4 separate regions of the Mus musculus genome follow, and regions 2, 3 and 4 are each linked to region 1. The links are chromatin contacts, called in public Hi-C and promoter capture Hi-C maps. All regions are on one chromosome and are shown on one strand. The core of a region is the stretch at or near the end of the contact, and the rest is flanking DNA. Distances in the headings are between cores, read along the strand shown. Region 1 holds the start of Insm2 (insulinoma-associated 2). Region 2 overlaps Prorp (protein only RNase P catalytic subunit). Region 3 holds the start of Ralgapa1 (Ral GTPase activating protein, alpha subunit 1). Region 4 holds the start of Psma6 (proteasome subunit alpha 6).

Region 1 (2,788 bases), core at 91-2,590:
CGCAGGCAGGCGTGGGACGTGGCTTGTGCCAGCGGCGGTGGGAGGCGAGGTTCGCGGGGCAGCTGAAGACCTTGTCGCACTCGGGACAGCGGTACTCGACGCGCACGATGCGGGAGCAGCGGTGCTGAGCCAGAGCGAAGGGGTCCGCGTACTGGTGCTTGCACAGCTGGCAGATGAACTCCCCCAGCGGGGTGCGGACGCCGCCCAGAGCCCGTGCCGGAGCCCCGGGCTCCTCCTCTTTGATCTTCAGACCCAGCACCGGGGACGTGGTCACCTCATCTGCGAAGCTCAGCCTTCTCACCGCCTTAGGTTTCCTGACGGCTGCCGGCGCTGAGGCGCAGACTGGGGCACCCTTACCGCGGCGCTGGAGGCCATGCGGGGCGGGCCCGGGGACGGGAATTGGAACGGATACAGGGACCTGCGGCGGTACCAACTCCTCCCCGGAGGTCACGGCCGCGGGCGCCGCGGAGCAGAAGGCGGTGGCGCTGGGGAAGGACTCCGCAGAGACCGGAGAGCGCAGGCAGCGCTCCAGGAACGCGCGGCGCAGCTCGGGGCCCGCCGGCCTCGCGGGGCTGGGGCCGGGGCCGTCGCCGCCACCCGCGCCCCACTCGGCGTCGTCCTGCGGAGGTGCGAGGCAGGGGGACCCCAAAAGTCCCCGACCGGGCTCCTCCGGTGAGGATTGCGCCGCGAGGGGACCCGGAGGAGGGAAAAGCGGCTCCACCGGGCGCGCGCGGTAGGAGCTGCCGGAGCGCTTGGTTCGCTTCACCAGGAAGCCCCTCGGCATGGTGGGTCGGGTGCCCGGGCGAGCCCCGGAGCTAGGAGGGCTGGACGGAGCCGGGCATGCGGCCGCCCGCTTTATAGCTGAGACGCCGGGCCGGGTCGGGCCGGGCCCCTCGGGCTGTGCCGGCCAATCAGGAGTGGGAGCGGGTCCCGGGGCGGGGCCTCCACCCGGCCGGGCGCCCCGACAGAGACGCGGGAAGACGAGCGGGCACGAAGGGGCTTGGGGCGCCCAGTGCAGCCTCCGGGGACCTCGCGCTAGGGAGCCAGAGCCACCAGCCCGCCACGCGCCGAGAACTGACCAGGCCCACGCCTGGGCGTCGCTCTGAAAGGCTCGGCCGCCTCGGGAGGTCAGAGGAGGGACGGCCACCGCGACAGGGCGGGAATCCGCGCGGGAACGGGTTAACGTCCCTCCGCCAGTACTGAGCTGATGAGAAGCTGCGAGCGAACTGCAGGGCAGCTAAATCCACCGCCCTGTGCCTACACTTGACGGCGGGAGCACGTCTGCCATCCAGTATCGATCGGGACTGCGCGCTTCTGTGATACTATGAGAATTCATCTGGGGAGAAGAGCTCTCGGCGCCGCAGATCGTGCGTGCTGGCAAACCTCTGGAGCTCAGGACGCTGCACGGTTCAGGCGCCGAGCTCTTGGCTGATAAGTGTCCCCTCCCTTGGGGAAGAGGAGTGGGGAGGGGAAGGGATCTAATTTTCGACTGTCCTCACATAAAGTGGTTTCTCTGTTCACACTTTCCACTTAAGCTACCCAGAGACATGACTTAATGCCTAACTGGCCTGTTTAGCATGGAGGAGATTGAGTGAGAAATGCTGGTGGAATCGGCATTACACCTGCTTCCCTCTACATGACAAGAGACACTCTGCAAAAGATGTGCAGTACACCAACTCAACAGATTGTCCTCTGGGCCCCTTGCCACCAGCTGGGCACTTCGTTGTTGTAGTTAAGAACCTGAAGAGATTTGTAGGTTTGTAGTACTGATTGAACGGTGAAATAATTAGCCCTATTCGACAGAGGTACCGTATCAGCCTTTATAACAAAACCCATGCAATGTGAGAAGAGGAAAGGGAAAGACCCGTGCTCGGAGCTCCTCGATAAACAGAACTAAAAGCAGACTCAGTTAAAGTGGAATGCAGGCTGAGTCCCATCATCAGTGAAGTAATTTCACATGGAGGACAGTATTTAAGGAAAGAGACATGAAGGTCTGTTTATCTCTGGCTATGCATCAGGTTATGCTTAAGCAGGCATGCGCGCATGCACACACAATAAAGTTTCACAATATAATACTTAACCAAATACCCTGGATCCTCTGGTTTTCTGTCCTGCTGTACTTTAAGGACTGGATTAAGCTCAGCAGTTATGATGCTTTCCATTAAACAGTGTGGAGCGAGCGGCGTACAGTAAGTGTGAGATTTTACAATCAAAATTCCTATCCCGAATCATTAAAATGCTAAAGTGCTAAGTAGGTTAATAAGCTTGGTTTCCTGAGCTGGTCATTTCCAACATGTCAGTGACCTCGGGGCTGACTTCTCACTCAAATTCATCTCATCCTACCCCTTGCCCACGAGGCTTTTTCCTGAAGCAAAGCATATTGGCTCGTGTTTTCCACCAGCTCCAGTGCTGCTCCCCCACCCTCTTCAATGACAACCTTCCTGGAAAACAATACCACATTTTTTTTTCATTCTTAATTAACAACTTTCTAGAAAATATGGATAAAGAAAACTCTTTGTCACAGTATTGTTGGTGATTGTAAATACGCTGAGATTACGTCGAGGAACTCACCTCTACTGCAGATGATGAGTTAGCCATCAGCATCAGACGGAACTCAGAGTACATCATGACACTAGGCCCCAGGATGGGAAGGTGCATGTGTGCACTGCAGAGCTCAGTGAGGAAGGAATGAAATGCATGCGACACCGGAAGCGCTCGGGATGGAAACGTTGTGATGCGCATCCGCTTAGTAAGAATTTTAATAGTTTTTGCTGACTTCAGTTTTTAG
Region 2 (2,788 bases), core at 177-2,676, 240 kb after region 1:
AGGCCAGTTAACTGGTCTACAATGTGAGTTCTGGAACAGCCAGAGCCACACAGTGAGTAGCTCTGACTCAAAATAAAATAAAAAGCTTTCCACACTATTCTACATCCAACCCAAGATATGGGAATCCTTTTCCCACTCTGGTAAAGCACACGGACACTTGCAGGTTCATAGACACTAATGACTAAAGAGACGATTTGAAAAATCTGTGTAGCCTCCCCAGCAGCACTGGTGGACAAAGCTTTGGCCTAATTACAAAGCCTTCCAAGAGAGCACAAGATAGTTACAGTCTTGGTCTATTCAAATGTATGAAAAACCCAACTACATAAAGCTCACTCCAGTTACTATTCCAACTTAACGCCCACAGAAGGGCTGAAGCGGTTAGTGAGACGGAACAGACACGAAAGCGCCCTTTCCACTTGGAAACTACTCTTTAATAACGTGACAATAGTGCTGGAGACACAAGCTGGGTTCAAATTCTGGTTCCATGATATTCAAACTTTATCAAATGGGAAAGCTTCATTTGTTTTTTTGTGTCTCTGCCTCATTATTGGTAAGGTGAAAATAATACTTGTTTATCATGAGTACTACTGTATAATGCATATAGATATAAAAACATATGGAAAATTAGCCCATAAATGTTAACTCTCATTAATACTGTCTAACTCGGTGGATTTAGATAGATTAAACTCCTTCTTCTAATAAAAAGAAAAAAAAAAAGAATAAAACAAAGAAATGTAACCCAATGCCATGGCCTGTGTGTCCTGGAGTCCCTCTCAAGCCTCTACTCAGAACCACCTGGATCTTGATTGTGAACACAGAACAAGTCACAACTGGTGAGCTTACTGATGAGTAAAGACACTCACAAACAGTCAGGTGGAGGCACTAGGAGAGGATGACCCTCAGTGTGTCTGTGTATGAAGCTACTTAATGGCTTTTAGATTAAGTATGTATGTGCTGGCATACTTTGATTTTATTTTGTGTGTATGGATATTTGCCTACATGTACGTATGTACCTCATGTCTGTGCGGTTCCCACGGAGGCTGGGAGAAGGTGCTGAATCCTCTGGAATGGGAGTTGTGATCCACCATGTGGATGCTGGGAATTGAACCTGGGTCTTCTGGAAAAGCAGTCAGTGCTCCTGGCAGCTGAGCCATCTCTCCAGCCCTGAGGTGTGAAAGGATTGTGTCTGTCCTTGGAGAGGAGACTTATTAGGAACAGTGTGTAGCTTACAGTGGAGACGGGAGTGCTAGTAGTACTAAGAACACAGGGCAGAGGGATCCCGACCTACGTGGAAATCACAAAGAGGTCTCACTTAGCACATAGTTTCTAGGCCATTCTAAAACTCACCGCTCGGTCTTTCTCCAGAGAAGAGTACAGTTCTTTGGCAGGAGGTCTAGTCTATTATGCCAAAATGTCTTGGTGTCAGGCAGTAAGGGACATGAATCAGAACCAGAGGAATGAAAGGGTTCTTTCTTATGCCCCCCTCTACCTCTTAACCAGTTATTTTGCCTGGGGTGGGGGTGGGGGCATTAGTGCCAATCTGGCAATACTGGTTTAGAGTAGAACACACATTTCTAGGTTAAGAAGGCAAACATACATCTAATTTTCATCCTACTTGGAATTCCCTTAAAACTATAATAAAAACGTTTGAAACCGACAAACTCACAGACTTTAGAGAAAAAAGTAACCTAGTTTTGGAAGCTGGAGAGCAAGGGTACAAGGGGAGCTTACCTTGCAGATGTGACTAAGTCAAATCTGCACAGAAGTAGCTAAGGGTCAACACAATCTCCCAAGAGACCCCAGAGTTGGAAGCAAAGAAATGAGGCTGGCTGGAGACATGTGGCTTAACAAAGAACCGGACAACTCAAATTTATACTCCTGAGGCGAGAGATGGAAGCCTAAGGGCCCATTATTTTGGGGAGGGGGCAGGAGTTCCAGATATGGCATCACCAACAAAATAACCAATAATCAGTCCAGTAGACAAAGAGTTCCCAGAATGAAAGCGTCTGTTACCTGGCCAACTCAATGGATGCAACAACATCACACCAGTCACCTTTTTGTAAAGTGTTAACGTCAAGGAGGCAAAGGAAGGCTCCAAAAGCCTTCAGAGGGAATAAAGCAGACCTCATTGCAGATCAGAAGTCATAGGCTGAGCCCAGGGACACAGGCCTGTAATCTTAGCTGCTGAAGAGACTGAGGCAGGAGGATTGTAAGATCAAGGTCTGCTTGGGTTATAGAGGGAGTTCCAGGTCAGTCTGGGTAAGACCCTGCTCTAAATGGAAAATAAGATAAGGGCTGGATTTAGGAAGTGAAGACTGCAGAGATGCTTCAGTGGTTAACAGCAGTCCCCTGTAGAGGACCTGAGTTTGGTTCTCAGCCCCCACATCAGGTGGTTTACAGTTGCCTGTAACTCCAGCTCCGGGAGCACTGGGCTCCTCTGGCTTCCATGAGCACCTGGCATTCATGTGTGCAAACCCACATATGATTACCCACATACAATTAAAAAATAAATCCTTAATAGTTAAAGGGGGTGCTGGGGATTTAGCTCACTAGTAAGAGCACTTGCTTAATATGTAGAAGGCATTGGGTTCAATCTCCAGTACTGAAACAACTTCCCAAACCAGACTAACAACAAACAAAATCCCCAGACCAAAACCTAAATAACGGAAATAAGAAACAACAAGAAATCTAGAAGTGAGACTGTCGAAGAGTAATTCTGGAAGGGCTGGTGTGATGGCTCAGTGGGTAGAGGCCCCTGCTGAGTCCCATCCTGGATCTCAGGGGACAA
Region 3 (2,788 bases), core at 103-2,602, 220 kb before region 1:
ATGTTTGTGTAGATGCTTGTGTGCATGCACGCACGCGCGCACACACACACATTCACACACACTCACAGATTCAAAATAAAAATCAATCAGCTCAGCAGTTAAGAGGACCTAGGTTCAATTCCCAGCACCTCCATGGCAACTTGCAGCTGTCTGTAACCCTAGTTCCAGGGGATCTGATACCATCTCACAGACATATATGTAGGCAGAACACCAAAATAAACAAACAAACAAGCTGGACAGTGGTGGCACACACTTTAATCTCAGAACTCTGGAGGCAGAGGCATGTGGATCTCTGTGAGTTCTAGGCCACCTTGATCTACAGAGTGAGTTCACAGCCAGGGCTACACAGAAAAACCCTGCCTTGGAAAACCAAAACGAAAAAAGCAAATGAATAAACAAACAAATAAAATAAATTATTTAAAGTCTCTAAAGAAAAATACAAACAAAATTGTCTAACAAATATTAATTCAGAGTGACGGAAGATAGATCAGCAGGGGACTGGGCACTAGGGACAGGCAAAGACAAAAAGCCAGAGTTTGTGATTACTACTTGTGTTTTGTAGTTTTTTGTTTTGTTTTGTTTTGTTTTGAGACATGGTCTAACGTAGCTGCCATTGACCTTGAATTATGTCTTCCCAAATCCTAGTATGACAGCAGAGCACTACCACACTTAGTTAATTGTTTTACTTGGATCTTACACAGCGTTCTTTGGATTTAGGTGAGTATTTCACATCTAAAGACAGCCTTCCTTTAAAATCATCCAGATTTCTTAATTTTTTTTCTCTGATATATGGTAGGATGCATTTACTTGTACAAGATATTTTATTTATTTATGTCTGTTTTCTTGGTGCTGGAGATCTGGTGCTAGAGCGAACTGCAGCTCTAGCCATGTGCATGTTAATTTAAAGGAAAAGGATGCAACACTCCCACGCATCTCTAAAGTACAGTACATTTTTAATCATTATTTTGCAAGACGCAGGAAGAATCCAAATTAGAAAGTGAACGGTTTGCAAAACACAGGAAATATCCAAATTAGAAAGTGAAATGACGTCAGAGCCAAGGCTTCAGAGCTAGTATCAAGCTGGCCTTGCACATCTGTTCTGATGTTTAAGTTACTCAGAGCGGTTTAAAGAGTGGAGATGAACGACTTTTTCAACAAAAACTCTAGGAACCGCTGTTTACAAGGAGCACACAGTAGACAACACCTTCCTTAACTTTCTTGCCCTTCTTCATTACTACAGACACAGGAAACCAAGAGGCTATAGAGGCAGGAATGAGCTCACGCTGACATGACGTCACGAGCACTTGACGTCAGAAGGCGGTTGCCACGGGGACCGTTCGCCACCGACGGCAGAGTCGTGAAACTCCATCACCACACGACTCGGTTTTGGCCTCCGCGGGGTTGAAGCTGCTAGAGACGCTTCAACCTTAAGGGGGCCTCAGGGAGAGAGGAGTGGCGCCGCGGCGGAGCGCTCCCTCTCCGCGGCTGTGGGGATTCCTGCCGCGGCCTGGGCGGCGGCGGCCGCTCCGCGTCTCCTCGTCGCTGCAGCGCGCGGGGCGGATCCGCCATATTGGAGCCGGGGCTGCAGGTTCCGTGCGGCGGCGGCGGCGAGAGGCGGGCCTGGCAGCGGGGCCCGCGCGGCAGCGGCGGACGCGGGGGAACGCATGAGCCGCCGCGGCTAGCCTCTTCCCCGCCCACCGCCTGCGCTGGGTCGTCGGGACCCGGCCGGGAGGGGCCGCGGCGGCCGCAGGATGTTCTCTAAGAAGCCGCACGGGGACGTGAAGAAGTCCACCCAGAAGGTGCTGGACACCAAGAAGGACGCGCTGACCCGCCTCAAGCACCTGCGCATCGTCATCGGTGAGGGGAGCCGCGACCCCGGGGCGCCGCCGCGGCGGCCTTGCTGCCCCCGGCCTGTCACCCCGCGAGCTCCGGGCTTCGCCCTCGCGACCTGGCGCGGTCGGGAGTGAGGGCCGGCGGCGCCTCTGCCCACGCGCGGGCGGGCGGCGAGGGAAGGGGACAGCTTGGCAGTTGGTACAAATCAGTCAGCACCAGCACGGAGAGACCCACGTTGGAGTTCCTGGTCTGATTGTTTAAAAAAAAAAAAATGACAGTCAGGCCAGAAACTTAAGTCCTTGATGAGACTTCAGGGACACTTGGCGTTGTGGGTAATGGTGTTTAGAGGGTGTGCTTGCCATCTGACTACTGCCATCCCCACCCGAGTGCAAAGCAAAGCAAAGCAAAGCGCTGGCTCGGCCAGTGGAACCCGTAGTCTTTCAAGTTTTTTTGGCAGGTGAGGGCCCTGGAGGAAGCAGTTGCACCTCTTTGGGAAGTGGGTGGTTCCTGAAGCTTGGGGAAAGAACCCCGCCCTATACACCCTGTTCTTCATTTGCTGTCCTTTAGGAAGAAAACTAATTATAGAGAAGAAGGTTCTCGTGAACGATACAGAATTAAGTTTTCATTAAAAATTTCTTACTCTCTGCCGTCTCATCAACTTTAGTGTCTCTGAAGACCGAAGCAAGCTAGATTTGGGATAAAGTGTTAAGCGAGGATTTTTGGATACTTGGTCATAGACAACTTGGATTTTTTTTTTTTTTTAAATGAAGAAATTTTGAGGTAAAAAGGAAAGTTGACCAGGGCTTAGACATATAGAATGACAATAGGATAGCTGAGGTTAGATCTCAGATGTCTGAATTCTAATTCAGAGTTTATCATCTCAAGCTGTCCTCCTAATTTCTGTCTGTTTTGGAAAGTGACTTATATGTTTAGTGGTGTGTCCTCTGTTTCATGG
Region 4 (2,788 bases), core at 133-2,632, 200 kb after region 1:
AACTCCATTTATAGGCCAACTCTAGGATTTCCAACCAAGATAGTATGACTCTCCTTGTCAAGACACTGAGATAAAAAACTTCAAAATAAAATTATCATGGACCAGATGTATGTCTCGCCCTTCTGACACTAAGTTTTCTATGGCAAGAGCTTAAAAGTCTGTCCTATAATCCTAGACCAAACCCTGCCGCGACTTCAACTTACCAAAATGTATTGTTACATGGAGTAACTGATGCTAAGTTCAGGTTTCCGTCCATTAAAGCTGTTCCTTTAGTAAAGACTAACACACCGTGCCTCAACTAGACTGAGAACCAGTTTTTAAACTATAGAAGCATTCTTACAGGTGGGGGTTAAAATCGGGGTGCCAACTTCAAGAGGAGTTCATTGCTGTTCTTTTATTTCTCAGTTGTGAACTTTGCATATACTGAACTCTTCTCTTTTTATTCGTTTGGTTTCCTGTCACTTCCTTTAAGCAGTCAGCTTCAGTAGGGACGAGTGACATTGATCTCTTTTCTAGAACCAGCAGTGTCTGGTAGGGCTTTACACACTTGTATAGAGTTGACCACAAAGCAAGTCATCTATCTATACTGCAGAGGAGGGTTGAGGGTGTGTGGTGTGTGTGCATTTAAGTTGGATGGTTAAAGAACCAACCACTCTCAGCGAAGGGAAGACTCAGGCTCCAGGTAGACTGATGCTAAACAGTGCTTCTCAACATGTGGGTCGCGACCCCCAGTACCAAAACCTTCTCACAAGGTCGCCTAAGACCATCTGAAAAAACATTACCGTTCATTGAAGTAAAAAAACAAAAAAACAAAAAAAACATAGTTTTGAAGTAGCAACGAAAACAAATTTATGGCTGAGGGTCATCACAACGCGAGGAACTGGATTTAAGGGGCGCAGCATTAGGAAGATTGAGAATCGCTGAGCTACGGGGGACTCCGAAAGGCAGAAGGCGGGCATCACAGTGCAAAGCCCTACTGCTTTGTGTCTGGCCAGTAAGGCGCTCCTGAAGAGCACTACGCTTCGGTTTCAGCCTCCAAGCCCGCTTGCAGACCGGGCTGGGAAGACGAGAGCGGGCCCGACCTCGATCCTGCTGCTTTCCTGGCTCAGGCCCTTCTCCGAGCCCCCGAACCATCCTCGGGCCGCGTCCGCTCGCTCCAGGCCGAAGCATGACAGAGCAATTCGGAGGTCCCGCAGGAGGCCCTGAGTCACTCACCTACTTGGTAGAGTCGGCCCTCGGGAGAGAAGATAGTAATGTGACGGTCAAAACCGGCGCTGGAACCCCGGGACATGGCGTTCCTGCTATTTTAAACACAGTCTGCACCCCGTAGCACACACACCAGGGACCCAAGCCCCCTCCCGGAAGTTATGGCTACTGCTTCCGGAGCACCGGCGGAGCTGCTTCCGCTCTGGTGAGGGACTGGCGGTGTTTCCGGTGGGGACGGGACGTCCCAAAGCACTGCCCCTGAGTAGGCGGGCCCTCGCGCGCCCGGCCTGCGGTCCGCGGGCTTCCGGGTGGTGGCTCTGGGTCGCAGCCGGCCGTTAGTGCGTTCTGGAGATCAGAGTGGCCAAAAGAGGAAGTTTTCAAGGTGCCTGCAGTTGTCCTTTGCCTACTTGTGACCTCTGGAGACAGTATGGTCACCGCGTTCGCAGTCAGTTTGGGCGCCTGTACTTGCTCTCCTGTCTTCCCGGAGTCTGGCTTTGTTCTTCCTAACCTTCATTTTACCAGCCACTTCTCTTCCTACGTTTTGGGGGAGAAAGGAATGCAACAGCCACCCTTAAATGTAGGGCCTGAAAGAGGGTTAGTGGAAGAAGCCACTGGAAATAACAAAAGTTTTCTTCTAGTCTGGCAAGACTTTCCTTTGGACAGCGGCCCAGAGATGGGAACTTGAGAGGTTGAGCAGTCTTAGTTGATGATGAGCAAGATCGTTGCTGGTGGCTGGATACCGGAGAGTAATTCCAAGGCGGCGAAGCAACTCCTGGAAAACTGGTGGTTTTTCAAACTGTAAAATTCTGCACATTGTGCACCCTAGGGCACAGCCCCTATTTAGTGAATATAAAAATCGAAGCATATTATTAAGCTATTCCCCCCTCCCTAAATAAAAGTTTTGTTTACAGCAATATTTATAACAATTTACTGATGTAATACTGAAATATTCAGATCTGTGGCGTTCTCTCTAAAAGCACCCATTTTAAAGCAAAACATTTGAAGAGATTCTTCATAAGGAAGTTTTAATTTCTCGAGCTAATTTTTTTCTTCCTTTAGAAAAAAATATAAGCCAGGTGTGGTGGGACACATCTTTTATCCCAGCACTTGGAAGGCAGAGACATCTCTGGGTTCAAGGCTAGCCAGATCTACAGAATGAGTTTCAGGACACAGTAAGGCTACACAGGAAAAAGAAGGCTGTCTGGGGGTGGGGGTAGGGTGTACAACATCCAAGATTGAAACACGGGTTAAGAAAATAGCCCATGTAAGCAGCCGCTCTGGAACACCCGGTACTTTCCAGCTTCAATTCCCAAGTGTGCTGATAAGAGCTGCTGTCCCTTGGTTCTAGCTCAGGTCCTTACATCAGGATTAACTCCTGACCTTTGCGTACTTTTCTCAGTCTTCCCAGCCAAGTGTACTATAACACCTACAGTTTGCCTGAACAGTCACGGAGAAGTTCTCTGTAAGACTGCTAGGGGAAGCCCTCTGTTAGTACCTTAGAATCCAGATGTCTCATATCTAGGGCTGCACTGCACTGTCCATTGAAGCTGAATTTTCCCTAGTTGCCTCCATCAGAATAAAC

Evidence for each region. A called contact is a pair of places that touch in the nucleus more often than the background predicts. Capture Hi-C pulls out chosen DNA fragments and counts their contacts.
Region 2: a contact with region 1 is called in a Hi-C map of cortical glia, with 2.2 times the contacts expected there. The contact joins the enhancer-like site here to the promoter of Insm2 in region 1. A contact is called at or near these places in 1 of 39 promoter capture datasets (the C10 cell line) and 3 of 484 Hi-C or Micro-C datasets (the G1E-ER4 cell line, cortical glia and embryonic stem cells).
Region 3: a contact with region 1 is called in a promoter capture Hi-C map of adipose tissue. The contact joins the promoter of Ralgapa1 here to the promoter of Insm2 in region 1. A contact is called at or near these places in 1 of 39 promoter capture datasets (trophoblast stem cells), 1 of 15 datasets of contacts at CTCF or cohesin (CD8 T cells), 2 of 484 Hi-C or Micro-C datasets (embryonic stem cells and nephron progenitors), 2 of 115 datasets of contacts at active chromatin or transcription factors (the 230-238 cell line and embryonic stem cells) and 2 of 9 other capture datasets (adipose tissue and liver).
Region 4: a contact with region 1 is called in a promoter capture Hi-C map of adipose tissue. The contact joins the promoter of Psma6 here to the promoter of Insm2 in region 1. A contact is called at or near these places in 3 of 39 promoter capture datasets (embryonic stem cells and neural stem cells), 1 of 484 Hi-C or Micro-C datasets (embryonic stem cells) and 3 of 9 other capture datasets (adipose tissue, liver and pancreatic islet).

Annotation. Positions count from the first base shown.
Region 1 is chr12:55,597,469-55,600,256 of GRCm38.p6, reverse strand. Insm2 (insulinoma-associated 2) reads right to left here and starts at 1,340. Exons shown (of 1, transcript NM_020287.2): 1 at 1-1,340. The coding sequence starts at 784.
Region 2 is chr12:55,361,894-55,364,681 of GRCm38.p6, reverse strand. The region is part of intron 4 of Prorp (protein only RNase P catalytic subunit); the gene reads right to left. Among named protein-coding and RNA genes, the nearest start is that of Psma6, 36 kb to the left of the region's middle. Within about 2 kb of position 1,426, at least 5 of the 459 cell types and tissues checked have an H3K27ac peak or open chromatin away from gene starts, as enhancers often do. A contact at or near this core is called in cortical glia, where this site is marked.
Region 3 is chr12:55,819,731-55,822,518 of GRCm38.p6, reverse strand. It overlaps Ralgapa1 (Ral GTPase activating protein, alpha subunit 1), which reads left to right and starts at 1,352. Exons shown (of 42, transcript NM_001368814.1): 1 at 1,352-1,857. The coding sequence starts at 1,752.
Region 4 is chr12:55,397,419-55,400,206 of GRCm38.p6, reverse strand. It overlaps Psma6 (proteasome subunit alpha 6), which reads right to left and starts at 1,382. Exons shown (of 7, transcript NM_011968.3): 1 at 1,216-1,382. The coding sequence starts at 1,291.